Linked DNA regions of Arachis hypogaea: region 1 is linked to region 2. The links are chromatin contacts, called in public Hi-C maps. All regions are on one chromosome and are shown on one strand. The core of a region is the stretch at or near the end of the contact, and the rest is flanking DNA. Distances in the headings are between cores, read along the strand shown. Region 1 holds the start of LOC112790629 (large ribosomal subunit protein uL18c). Region 2 holds the start of LOC112790627 (pectinesterase/pectinesterase inhibitor PPE8B).

What was found. A called contact is a pair of places that touch in the nucleus more often than the background predicts.
Region 1: a contact with region 2 is called in a Hi-C map of leaf, with 4 times the contacts expected there. The contact joins the promoter of LOC112790629 here to the promoter of LOC112790627 in region 2. A contact is called at or near these places in 2 of 8 Hi-C or Micro-C datasets (leaf and an unstated tissue).

What each region holds. Positions count from the first base shown.
Region 1 is chr3:57,079,025-57,085,245 of arahy.Tifrunner.gnm2.J5K5, reverse strand. LOC112790629 (large ribosomal subunit protein uL18c) reads left to right here and starts at 1,490. Exons shown (of 3, transcript XM_025833112.3): 1 at 1,490-1,822; 2 at 2,694-2,855; 3 at 3,808-4,296. The coding sequence starts at 1,661. The coding sequence ends at 3,957. It overlaps LOC112790628 (protein TIFY 3), which reads right to left. Exons shown (of 5, transcript XM_025833111.3): 4 at 5,851-5,908; 5 at 5,308-5,742. The coding sequence ends at 5,601.
Region 2 is chr3:56,214,186-56,220,312 of arahy.Tifrunner.gnm2.J5K5, reverse strand. LOC112790627 (pectinesterase/pectinesterase inhibitor PPE8B) reads left to right here and starts at 1,704. Exons shown (of 3, transcript XM_025833110.3): 1 at 1,704-2,250; 2 at 2,688-3,230; 3 at 5,322-6,127. The coding sequence starts at 1,899. The coding sequence ends at 6,019. It also overlaps the pseudogene LOC112777883.

The sequences.
Region 1 (6,221 bases), core at 241-2,740, 870 kb before region 2:
CATCTTCTGTCTGATGGGGTGTCTCAGGGATATGAATTGTCTGTTGTATATTGAAATCATCTTCATCATGATTGGCTTCTGGTTCTCAAAGGAGATGAGCAAGCTAAGCTGTTACATCTGTTACATTACCAATAACGCAAGAACCAATTTGAGGAGGGGAGCTTATATCATTCAAGCTACTTTTTGGTGTTATTCAACTAATATTTATGTATTTTCAGCTAAAATTTTTGTAAGAAGTTTTTTGTTATTCAACTAAAAAATTTACACAATTTAAATTTTGTATTCTTCAACTAAAGTTTCTATTTTTAGATATTAAAATTTATGTTTTTTTTTTGTTATTCAACTGAAAAATATACAATTCAAAATAATTTACGTATTATTCAACTTACATTTTTATGCTATTCAAATAAAATTTATGTCCTGTTTAACTAAATTTTTTGTCATTTTTCTATAAAATTCAACTAAACAATATAATTTTTGTGTTTCTTAATTAAATCTTCAATGCTTTTTATATTGTTCATATATTATGGTTTTGTACAATTTAATATAAAAATTAATTTATTTGAATGAATTCTATAATATCTTGAGTTTTTAAAAATTAAATAATTAGTTATTTATGATTTATTATGTATGACCTCAAATTTTTAAAAAAATAAATAATTAGTTATTTACGAGTCATTATATTTGTTGAGATTTTATTTTTAAAAAAATTATTTTATTAAAAATAATTAACTAAAATTTAAAAATTACTGATATTTAATTTAATTATGATTTATTCTATTAGTTTAAATTATTTATTGAAAATTATTTTGATAAACAAAAATTTAAATTAATTTTTGTAATTGTTAACATTATTATTATTATTATTATTATTATTATTATTATTATTATTATTATTATTATTTGTTTTTCGGAAACAAAAGAAAGAAAAGCCACAACGTGGCTTATACATGCATTACATATATACAATCATTGTACACATTGTATAAATATTTCATTGGCTTCTCATACTTTTCCTAACTTAAAATATTTATACATTTTTTTCTTAAAAAATTTATGTTGTTAATTAATAATTTTATTTCTATATTGTATTTAGAATATTAAAAATGTAAATTAACCTATTTATTTGATAATAATAATAATAATAATAATAATAATAATAATAATAATAATAATAATAATAATAAATTTTTCAAAATAATATTTGATGAAATTTTTTGGTCTGCAGACATTTAATTTTTTAAGGATTTAAAAATAGATTTAAGTTTATGACCTTTTCAAAATTTGGAGACATCGATTCTAAATTTAATTTGTTCTATTTTAAAAATTCTCTCTGTATCCGAATGAACGAAAGTCATTTGATATTTTTGTTAGATCTGACTGACCCAAATGAATATAAAGAATTTATATATCTAAATTTTAAAAAGATGAGAACTTAAATATATTTTTAAATTCATAAAAACTTAAATGTTGGCGATCAAAAAGTTAAGACCTCTTTGTCATCTTATCAAAATTAAAAACTCAAAAAAATAAAATCTAGAAAGTGTGACGAAAATGGGAGAGTAGGAAGTAGGAAGTAGGAAGTAGGAAGCAGCAGAAGGATAAGGTGTGATGATAGCAAAAGTAGCGCGAAGGGCGAGTGATTAGAGATTACACAAGAATGAATACTTCTTCTCTCTCCTTCCTTCAATCAGCGTTCCCCACTTCCTCCTCCTTCCTCCCACCGAACCCGCTAACCCCTTCCTTCTGTTTCGTCGTTGAAGCCCATTCCACCACCCGCCGACAAGACAGGACCGCCCGCCACACCCGCATCAGGAAGAAGGTCCCTTTTAATTACGTTCCTTCTTTTCTAAATTATAGTAGCTGCTAGAATTCTGAGAGTAGTTATGGTTTTTGCTGGCTGTTTTTACGGTTTACCCTTCTTCTTTCCTTGCTTTTTGAATAGTTAATTGTTTACACTGATTTCATGTTGTTAACATTGTAGTTCTCTGATGCTGAGTTCAAACAAGACGTTGAAAAGAGAGACTCTAGTGTCCTTCCTTCTGATATGCATATTAAGACAGTTTATTTAATTGCTACCATGTCACTCTCGGTTTCTGTGTGATTACATCTTTTGTGTACCTCCGTTATTTGTGTTAAACACTAAACAAAAGGAGCCTAATTTAGTGTGTTTGAAAGTCAATTCATGCCCGACAATATGCAATTGTATTTTACACCTGTTGCATTTATGCTTTTGTTTGTTTTTTCTCTTTGCTGAATATGCAGTGATTTATTTGTTTTTTCTGCATTGTTGGCTATGGCTTTATATTATATGCACTTTGTTGTGCTTTATGATCCATCTTTCCATTTAGTGGAAGTTCATAAGTTTTGGTACTGCAGGGTTCACCTAGTAATTGGAATTGGTTAAGCATGTAAACTTAACAGATTTGAAATATTGGATGAGTTTCTTTGTTACATGATTTAAGAAAAAAGTTAAAACAAAAGAAAATGAAAATTTCTGTTCAAGAGGGGGAAAATGTACCCGGTTTTCTCTTTACCTTTTTCTTCTTATTGCTAGTACTGTACTCTGTGGAACAGTCTTTTTACTGCTTATATGGAATGCCAAGGCATTCTTTGGTAAAGCTTTTGATTGTAAGTTCACCTCATGAAGAATGCAATGCATATCTGTTTTGGATCATTTTCTGGTTTGTCAGGTTGAAGGGACACCAGAAAGGCCACGATTGTCCGTGTTCCGATCCAACAAGCATCTTTCTGTCCAGGTCATAGATGACACCAACATGCACACTCTTGCTTCGGTTTCAACAATGCAGAAGGCAGTTTTTGAAGAGTTCAACTACACAGCTGGTCCTACAGTTGTAAGCTCTAAAATGCTTTTGATGTGCTGATTATCGCTTAATTACTGTCATACTTCAGTCCACGCACTGGAAACATTCCTGTTCTTGTGATTAAACGTCGTGTTTCCTTAATAGATAACTTCTCAAACTTAAAAACTAACCTGGAAAAGAATATAAAGTTTTAGGTTATAAATAGTTATTTGGAAACTCTTTATACCAAAGAGGAAAAATTATTCACTTTACAGTGACAAATAGCATTCAATGCTCTATTTAAACTTGACACTTAAGCGAACTGGTTTTTACTACACATAGTTTTCAAATTTTTCATTGTAGTTTGGAAACCAAGGAACCTGGATACCTTGATTATGATTGTACATTTGTTCCCATAGTAACTACTGCAAGTCAGCTAAATCTCTTACCGTTCAAGCATCTTTGATTGGAAACCTAACAGTTAATGGTCACCGAGTTTCTCAGCATCGAATGCATACTGAATATGAAACTGTTACCTCTGATGTTTATTTGCTTTATTAATGCCAATTTAATAGAAGTTTAAGTTTTAATTTGATTCATAATGCTCCATAGACTTGTAGAAGAAACACATTTACATTTTGAAGCTCCTCTCCACTTTCACTGATATCCACTTCGAGTAATAGCATTACACATCAGGGTTCCAAGATTTTACCACTTTTCCTCAAATTGTTCAATATATATTGGAAGCAGGAATCCAGATCACTCATTATTTGCACATGAATCTTCATATTTTCCTTTCAATCTGAGTATCATGTATAATTTGTATCTTGGCAAATAACCTTGCTTCCGTGATTGTGTTTCTGGTGTACACAGTTTGTAAGGTCTGACTCCCTTGGAAGAATTCTTGCTTTGTTTGCATCATCTTCATACTTTTCAGCCACTCAATTATGACACTGGTCCTTTCGTTTTGTTTCTGTTTTCTTGTTTTTGTTTTTGGCTTCAGGAAGTAGCAAAGAGGGTTGGTGAAATCATTGCAAAGTCCTGTCTGGAGAAAGGGATTACAAAGGTGGCCTTCGACCGAGGTGGATACCCGTACCATGGTCGTGTTCAAGCACTCGCAGATGCAGCTCGCGAACATGGCCTAGAGTTCTAAAATGATTATGCACTTGCCATGTAGTTCATTTTGAAGTTTGTTACTTAATGATTTAACAATTAGAAAGTCTAGAGAACAATCCTATATGCGGCCAAGCAGCCAACTTTTCAACACTTGATTTTAAAATTTGAAAAACTAGTTTTTTGCTCAAAAAACACATGCCCTCCGACCCCTTCACCTCTCCCGTTGCGTCCCTTCTATCTTTCTGCGTCACCCCTTCCTTCACGTTTCTTCTTTTTCTCTAGATCACTTTTGGAAGTTCTTCTACAATGACTTTAGATGATTCTTTTTGTTGTATTTTGGATGTTCTTTTCAACAAGTTTTGATATTTTTTTGTTAGGTTTCATATGTTTTATTTCAATGATGTTAGATGTTTCTGTTAAGTTTTGGATGTTGTTTTTCAAAATATAAAAAAAAAAAATCCAAAAAGTAAAGAAAAAAAACTTCTAAAACTATTGAAAAAAATTATCCAAAATCTAAAAAAAAATCTAAAATATAAGAAAGAAAAGAAGAGACGTGGAGGAAAGGAAGAAAAAAAAAACACCAAGGAGATGTTACCACGTTTGTGATGTCACGTGTGGCTGCAAGTGACGAAAGGTGATGCATGGTTGATGGTGGAAGACCTGTGACTGCTGGTGGCGGAAGAGGACACGTGGGTAACTGCTGGTGGCAGAAGGGGAAGGGGCTAGGTGACATGGGGAAAGAATAAAGAGTGAAACTGAGATTATGATTACTCTTGATTTAGGATTTTTTTTTTTTTCCTTGTTGGGTTTCTTTCACCGTCCATATACTAATTGACTGCAGTTAGATGGTACTCCACCTAGCAAAATTGCTTGCATTTTTAACACTTAAAATACTCAACTCAGTAGCTTAAATGATTAAAGGTGAATACTATGCTGCCTAAAAAGTGGTGTTTATTTATTAAGAAAGGTTAAAAATTATTATTTAATTTAAAAGATATAAGAATAAATAATTTTTAAAAAATTAAAACTTACTGGAAAACATAAATTAGGCAAAAACTTATAAGCACCATAGAATTAGCCATGATTAAATACGAGTGATCAAATGTATTGTGAGCGTGGAAAAGTTGAGAAAACCTCGATAGCATCACAACTGTAGTGAAAAATGATAAATGTAAACTATAGCTACAAAAAATAATCCAATACTTGAGAATAATGTTCGTACTCCGCAATTAAACAGAACAAGTAAATGTAAACATTTTTAACTAGAATTTTTGACATCATTGTAGTAACACAATTCTCGCAAAAAATTTGGTTATCTAATGAATTCTAAATTTTAAACCCCGAATCTCGATGGAATCACGAAATTATAAAAGCAAGTGCAGGAAGATTATTAATACACGGATAATCAATTGTTCAAATAGAGTAAAACAGTTAAAAGGTTCAGGTGACCAGACAAACACAACATCCAAGTCACACTATTTCTATCCCTTCAGGTTCAGGCAGTTACATTAATTAAATATATATACGTAAAATATAGACCCCACAATTTAACAATTCAGTCTCACAAGTTTGTTGCTTCTACAGTCATTAATTAACAATTTAACATTTTGATCCATATGCTACAACAACAGATAATAACAATAATGTAACCATATATAGTCATACCAGCTATGGTTATGCTCAAGAGGCAGCTACAGTTGGCTGCAACTCCTCTTCTGATCGCTTAACCAAATCCGGTGCATTGTCGGCACTGAAGTTGTTCTCTATGTTGTCAGCCATTTTTGTTGTTGACAAGGTAGGATACGGGGCTTTGCTCCCCAACCTTCAACAAATACAAATTATGCAAAAAATGTCAGGAAATCGGAGATCTAGAATTACGAGAGATGCCAATAGGCCCATAGAAAAGACCTGTCTAGAATTAAGACAGTACCTGTCTCGACGCTTCTCAAGAAACCTTTGCAGTGAATGCCTGCGTGCTATTGGGAACTCTGAAGACAGATAGTAAGTCAGAAATACATGGTCTTGCATTTTGATACAGTAAAGATAACAGTCAATGCAGTTACAAAACTCTCTCCATTCTTTTTCAGCTATCCAAAAATGTTATGTGCACACCGAAAATCAGCTATCATGTATTTTTGTATGAATACATATGTTGTTTAAATCATTTTCAATATGTATTTTGTATTCAACATGTATTCTATACGACTGGCTGATTTGGCGACTGATTTGTAGTGTACTCCTAGCATAGTTGTCATCTATCACTATCATATTTTGCTATATCATTAGATCAATTTGTTGTCA
Region 2 (6,127 bases), core at 455-2,954:
TTTCTTTAAATAATAATTAATTTATTGGTTAATTAATTACTAATTTCACGGGTTTTACATGGAAGAGGTGCTTGGCAAAATGGGAGCACCACCGAAGAGCGATGTGCCGCTCATTAACTCGAAGGAGCTGCCAGAGGGTGACAATTTCGTGTTCGGCTTCCCAACATGATTCGAAATGATGGCTGCTTAGTTCAAATCTTTTCTAGATTCAACTAGAAGCCTATGGCAGACACAACAGCTTGCTGGCAGGCCCGCTAGAATCTTCTACAATACCGGTTCTCAAGGTGATGGACAGGAGACTACAGCGTAAGAATTTCACTCTCAACTATTACAACCATATTACGTGTCTATAAAAAATCAGTTATTAAATCAACTATATATATATATAATATTTATCTAAATATAAAATACAAATTTGACTAATTTGATAAATGATTTTGAGGTGCACCTAACATTTTTGAAATTAGTATCAATTGGTAATTAATAGGACTCATGAATGAAGTTCCAATAATGATAAGAAAATTGTGAAATCAATGGCAGGCTAACAGCTATCACTCAGTTGGTTCACCATGGAATGCTATTTGTCCCAATCGGATATACATTCGGCGACGGCATGTTCGAGATGAATGAAGTGAAGGGTGGCAGTCCGTACGGCGCTGGAACTTATGCTGGTGGTGATGGATCAAGACAACTAACTAAACTTGAGATGGAGCAAGCATTCACCAAGGCAAGTATATTGCCACCATTACTAATAAGCTTAAAAAAGAATGAAGCTATCCGTAAATTAGGATATTGAATCTTGATAAGTCCACTAGTAGTTACTTGTCATCTAATGTATTCAGTTTGTATTATTACATGGAAATAATTGCTTTTTGTTAGAAAAAAACGCTTTGTACTCACTAGTGTGTTTTTCTATTTATACTATCAATAAAATTTGTATTTATTAAATTTATATTTATTTTGCATAAAAAAAGATTTATTTTGCAATAGAAAAATCTGTTGCCAATTACCGACAAAAAATTTGTCAGAAAATCTACCTCTAATTATCGACGAAAAATCCGTCTCTAATTACTAACGGAAAATCTGTCGAAAAATCTATCTCTAATTACTGACAAAAAATTCGTCAGAAAGTCTGACGTTTCACGAAAATGGAGGGGAGAATTTACATAGGAAAATTTTATCGGTAACTGGTAAAAATCTGTCGGTAAATTACCGACGGAAAAAAATTTGCCAGTAAATAATTTTCGACGAGACTTTTACAGAGGGACAAAATCCGTCGATAACCAAAAATTCGTCAATAATAAAGACCAAATCTGTCTGTAAATATTAAGTAATTTTCTAGTTGTGAGAATAATTAGTCAAAAGTCAACATTTTCGAGGATCTAATTATAACTTTACTCTAAAAATAAAAATTGTAATTATCTATAAACTAAAATATTTTAGATCACTCAAATTTTTTATTTTGTTTTATGAAATAAAATACATTTTTTATTCTAAACTTTAAAAGAATTTAAATTATTTTTAATATTTAATTTGATTTAATTATACCTTTAGAATTAATATTTTGACTGTGATGGAATAATCACTATTTTTGGCCATGCATTAACTTTCAAAAGAATTTGACCATTGAGTAACCCTTACTCCCTTCCTTTTACGACACTGTTTCCATCTTCCAGAGAGGCAGTTGACTCCGTCACAAACACACACAAAACATAACTCAGGAAACTTTGACATTGCTGCTTACCTTCTTAAATTTCCTCACCTGCCAAGGCTAACCAACACCTTCTATCCTTTATTGGCTTCCTTCCTTCTCTCTCACACACTCTCTTTCCCTTTAAATATTTGCAAATCCCCTTAGTTTAGCATTATATCTATACTCTCAGTCCTTTCTTATTCCAATGGCTCTTGCTTCAAGAAAAATGCCATTACTTCGTACACCTACTTCTTCTTTCACTATCACATCTTCTGTGTTATTCTTTCTGGTGGCGGTGGCGTTTCTTGGTGGTGCTGATGGCGGTGCTTATTTCGCTGGATCAGAGTGTCTCAAAGTGACTCCTTCTGAATTTGTTGTGTCAGTGAGAGATGTGGTTGATGTTATGCAAGGGATTATGTCCATTCTAGCTGAGTTCGACAATGGCGGATTCGGTGATGATTTTCGTGTCTCTAATGCCGTTTCTGACTGTGTCGATTTGCTTGACTTGTCCTCTGATGAGCTTGATTGGTCTGTTTCCGCCACTCAGAACCCCCAAGGTACAGTACAGAGCAACATCACATCCGTCTCTAGTGCCGTTACAGTTACATTATGTTTAAATTAAATTGTAAATCATATGAATTTCTTGGGTTCAAATAGGAAAACAATTCCTTAGTTGAAAACAGGGGATTTCATTTCAAGCTTCAACTCCTGTTTGCATTGCTGCCTCGTCACTCTACACTTTTCACTTAATCGAGCATGCTAAAACAAGTTAATATCTATTTAAACGCTAATTTTATTGTGATTGAATAAATTAAATTTGAAAGGAGTTTCCGGATAATAATATTTTTTGAACTGATTTTCTTTTATTACTTCTGATTAATTCATCTTGTTGAAATGTCGGAAATCCATGTGACATTAAATTAAAGAAAAAATGGGTATAGTAATAATATTATTATATATATTATTCATTTAAAGTATATTTATTATTTTATAGGGAAGCATAACAGTACTGGGAACCTAAGCTCAGATTTAAGAACATGGCTAAGTGCAACACTGGCGAATCCAGAAACATGCATGGACGGATTCGAAGGCACTAATAGCATGGTTAAGGGTCTAGTTTCCACTGGCTTAGTCCAAATGATCTCACTGGTTCAGAACCTACTAACCCAAGTGGACCCGGTTCCGGATCACTCCTTCTCCACAAAACAAGGGAAGTTCCCTGCATGGGTGAAACCAAGGGATAGGAAGAAGCTTCTGGAAGCGAACAACAACGGCGTGGGGGTGTTCGCCGACGCGGTGGTGGCCGCCGATGGCACTGGGAATTACACAAAGATAATGGATGCTGTGAAAGATGCACCTAATTATAGTATGAGTCGGTATGTGATATACATAAAGAAGGGTGTTTATAATGAGAATGTTGAGATTAAGAAGAAGAAGTGGAATCTTATGATTATTGGAGATGGGATGAATAACACCGTTATTACCGGTAACCGCAGTTTTGTTGATGGTTGGACCACTTTCCGGTCAGCCACTTTTGGTAAGACCGAAACTTTTCTCTTTATATATTTTTTATTTTGTTCCTTTAAATTTTTCTCCTGTCTTAATATTAATATTAGCGATATGATCTCATATATATATATATATATATATATATATATTCATCATTCTATTTCTTTAGGTAGATATTAATTAAAATTCTATTAGAGTTTTATTTTGTCTATATATGATGTGTAGAAAAAAAATTAGTTAAAAATTAATTATTATATTAATATAATTTAAAATATAAAATATATATTAAAAATAAATTAAATAATTTATATATTTATATATAAATATATAATAACTAATTTAATGGCTAAATGTTTGTGTACATATGATAATCTTTTTATTATTATACTATACTATTATATTGTGGCTTGTTATAACTTAATCATATATCAATAAAGTGATGAGTACGTAAATAGCAAACAATGTATCATACAATTTTCTTTTATGAGATATGACTTGTACGGTTGGAGATGTTTCATGATTTTTATCTTCCTATATAAAACAAGAAATTATTACTACATATTACTTTTCTGCTCATTTATTTATTGTCATTTCTATTCTTTTGTTTATTTTTATGTTTGTAGAAATAAGGATATATCCTATATACTTTCTTTAATTTATGAACTAATAGTAGTGTACTAATCTAATTTTGCACCATAATTAAATGGTTTGGATTCAAATTTTAGGAACAAAAGATTTTTTTGTTGATATAGATGATAAAATATATTTTATGAATACAATTTTGTGCACCAAACTCCTCTCTAATTTTCATTATATATAGTAAAAGTAGATATAAAAGTATTTCTACACGGTTCAATTTCTCCAATTCATACTTGTGTGTTAGTAATAAAAATTAAATTGATTTTCAAGATTTTTATAATAATTTGGTCATTAAAAGTTACATTTTGTGAGTTACATTATTCCCCCCCCCCCCCTCTCTTTTTTCTATCACAAAAGGATCAAAATAAATTACACAGTATGTAATATAACACAACTATTACTTTTGAAAATGAATATCAATTTTTATTATGACCACAGTCTTGAGAACGATAAAACAAAATAAACGGTTTACTCAAAGTACAAATATACACTCATTCATTCTTTCCCTTTTTCTAATTCCTTTTTACTTTTTATCACTTTTTTCTTATATCATCAACCTCATCTTTTCTTTTTCTGTTATTGTCACTTTAGTCTTTATTTTTATTAAAGTTGTCACAATTTTTTTAATTCATATTTTAGTGATGGTATAAAACTGTAAATTTTAGGTACACGTAACACATCATTGTCCATCTAATAATAATATGGTGGAAAAAATATGTTTGCTTTGCGTGGCTATTTGAGACCTAAAGTTGACCTCTATCCCATCCGGAGGTCAGGTCATGTCTACTGCCTGCATTGTATTGTGTAGACAACGAGAACTCGAAACTATCTTACATTAACTTAGATTTCTATTTCGCCTAAACTCTTAACTCATCATGAAATGGATTATCAATGGAATGGCCTACACCAGAAGCAACACGAAATAACTTAATAACATCCTCAGGAACATTCGATATAGTCCACGATTACATATTCATAAGCAGTACATTGTAGGGCCATATTATTTATTAAACCCTAACTAACATATAAACATAACTTAATCCAATTCTCCAACCACAATTTAATAAGCACATGTGCTGTACCTACATTACATTAATAATGCTTCAAGTCCACACGCCTTGTTTAACATCTGAAATCTCTGACCCAAATCTCATACACCTCCCTCCACTTCAATTAATTGTGCCGTCTATTTTCTAATTCGGTACAATGGACAATTAATTGATACCAGAACTTATACAATTTTATTTTGGAACAGATTAACAGGCAGTTGTTTTCGTGTAAAGCAGTTAAAAATTAATAAAAAAATTAATATGTTTAATGATACTTAACCATATTTTTTTATAAAGAGAACTGCACATCAGGTTTAACTTTGACTAAATTATTATTTAATATTTTTTTTCTATCAATTTTATATAAATACAATTATTTTTTCTCAAATTTTTTTATATACTGATTATGATGTGGAATGATACATGTGCAGCTGTGAGTGGTAGAGGATTCATAGCAAGAGACATCGCTTTCCAGAACACAGCAGGGCCGGCGAAGCACCAAGCAGTGGCGCTAAGATCCGACTCGGACCTTAGCGTTTACTACCGATGTGGTATCTTTGGTTACCAAGACAGCCTCTACGCCCACACAATGCGTCAATTTTACAGAGAATGCAAAATCACTGGCACCGTTGACTTCATCTTTGGCGATGCGACTGCGATTTTCCAGAACTGCCAAATCCTCGCTAAAAAAGGCCTACCGGATCAAAAGAACACCATTACGGCGCACGGCCGGAAAGAACCGACCGAGCCAACCGGTTTCTCAATACAATTTTCCAATATAACAGCAGACTCCGACCTTGTGCCATTGATCAACACTACTCACACGTACCTTGGTAGACCATGGAAGCCATATTCAAGGACAATTGTGATGCAATCTTTCATTAGTGATGTGCTGAGGCCGGAAGGGTGGCTTGAGTGGAGTGGCAATGTTTCTTTGGACACGTTGTATTATGCCGAGTACATGAATCATGGGCCCGGATCTGGGCTTTCTAACCGCGTGAAATGGCCCGGGTACCATGTCATGAATGATTCTAGCCAGGCTAGTAACTTCACTGTCACACAATTTATTGAGGGAAATCTTTGGTTACCTTCAACGGGTGTGGTGTTCACTGCTGGCTTAGGAGTTTAATTACGTTTCCGTGTCTTCCCACTTCAATATAAAGAGAAAAACTACCTGCACAAGTGTTTTGTCTTGTTCTTTTGTTTTTTCCCCCAAGTTTTACCATTTGATACAAAA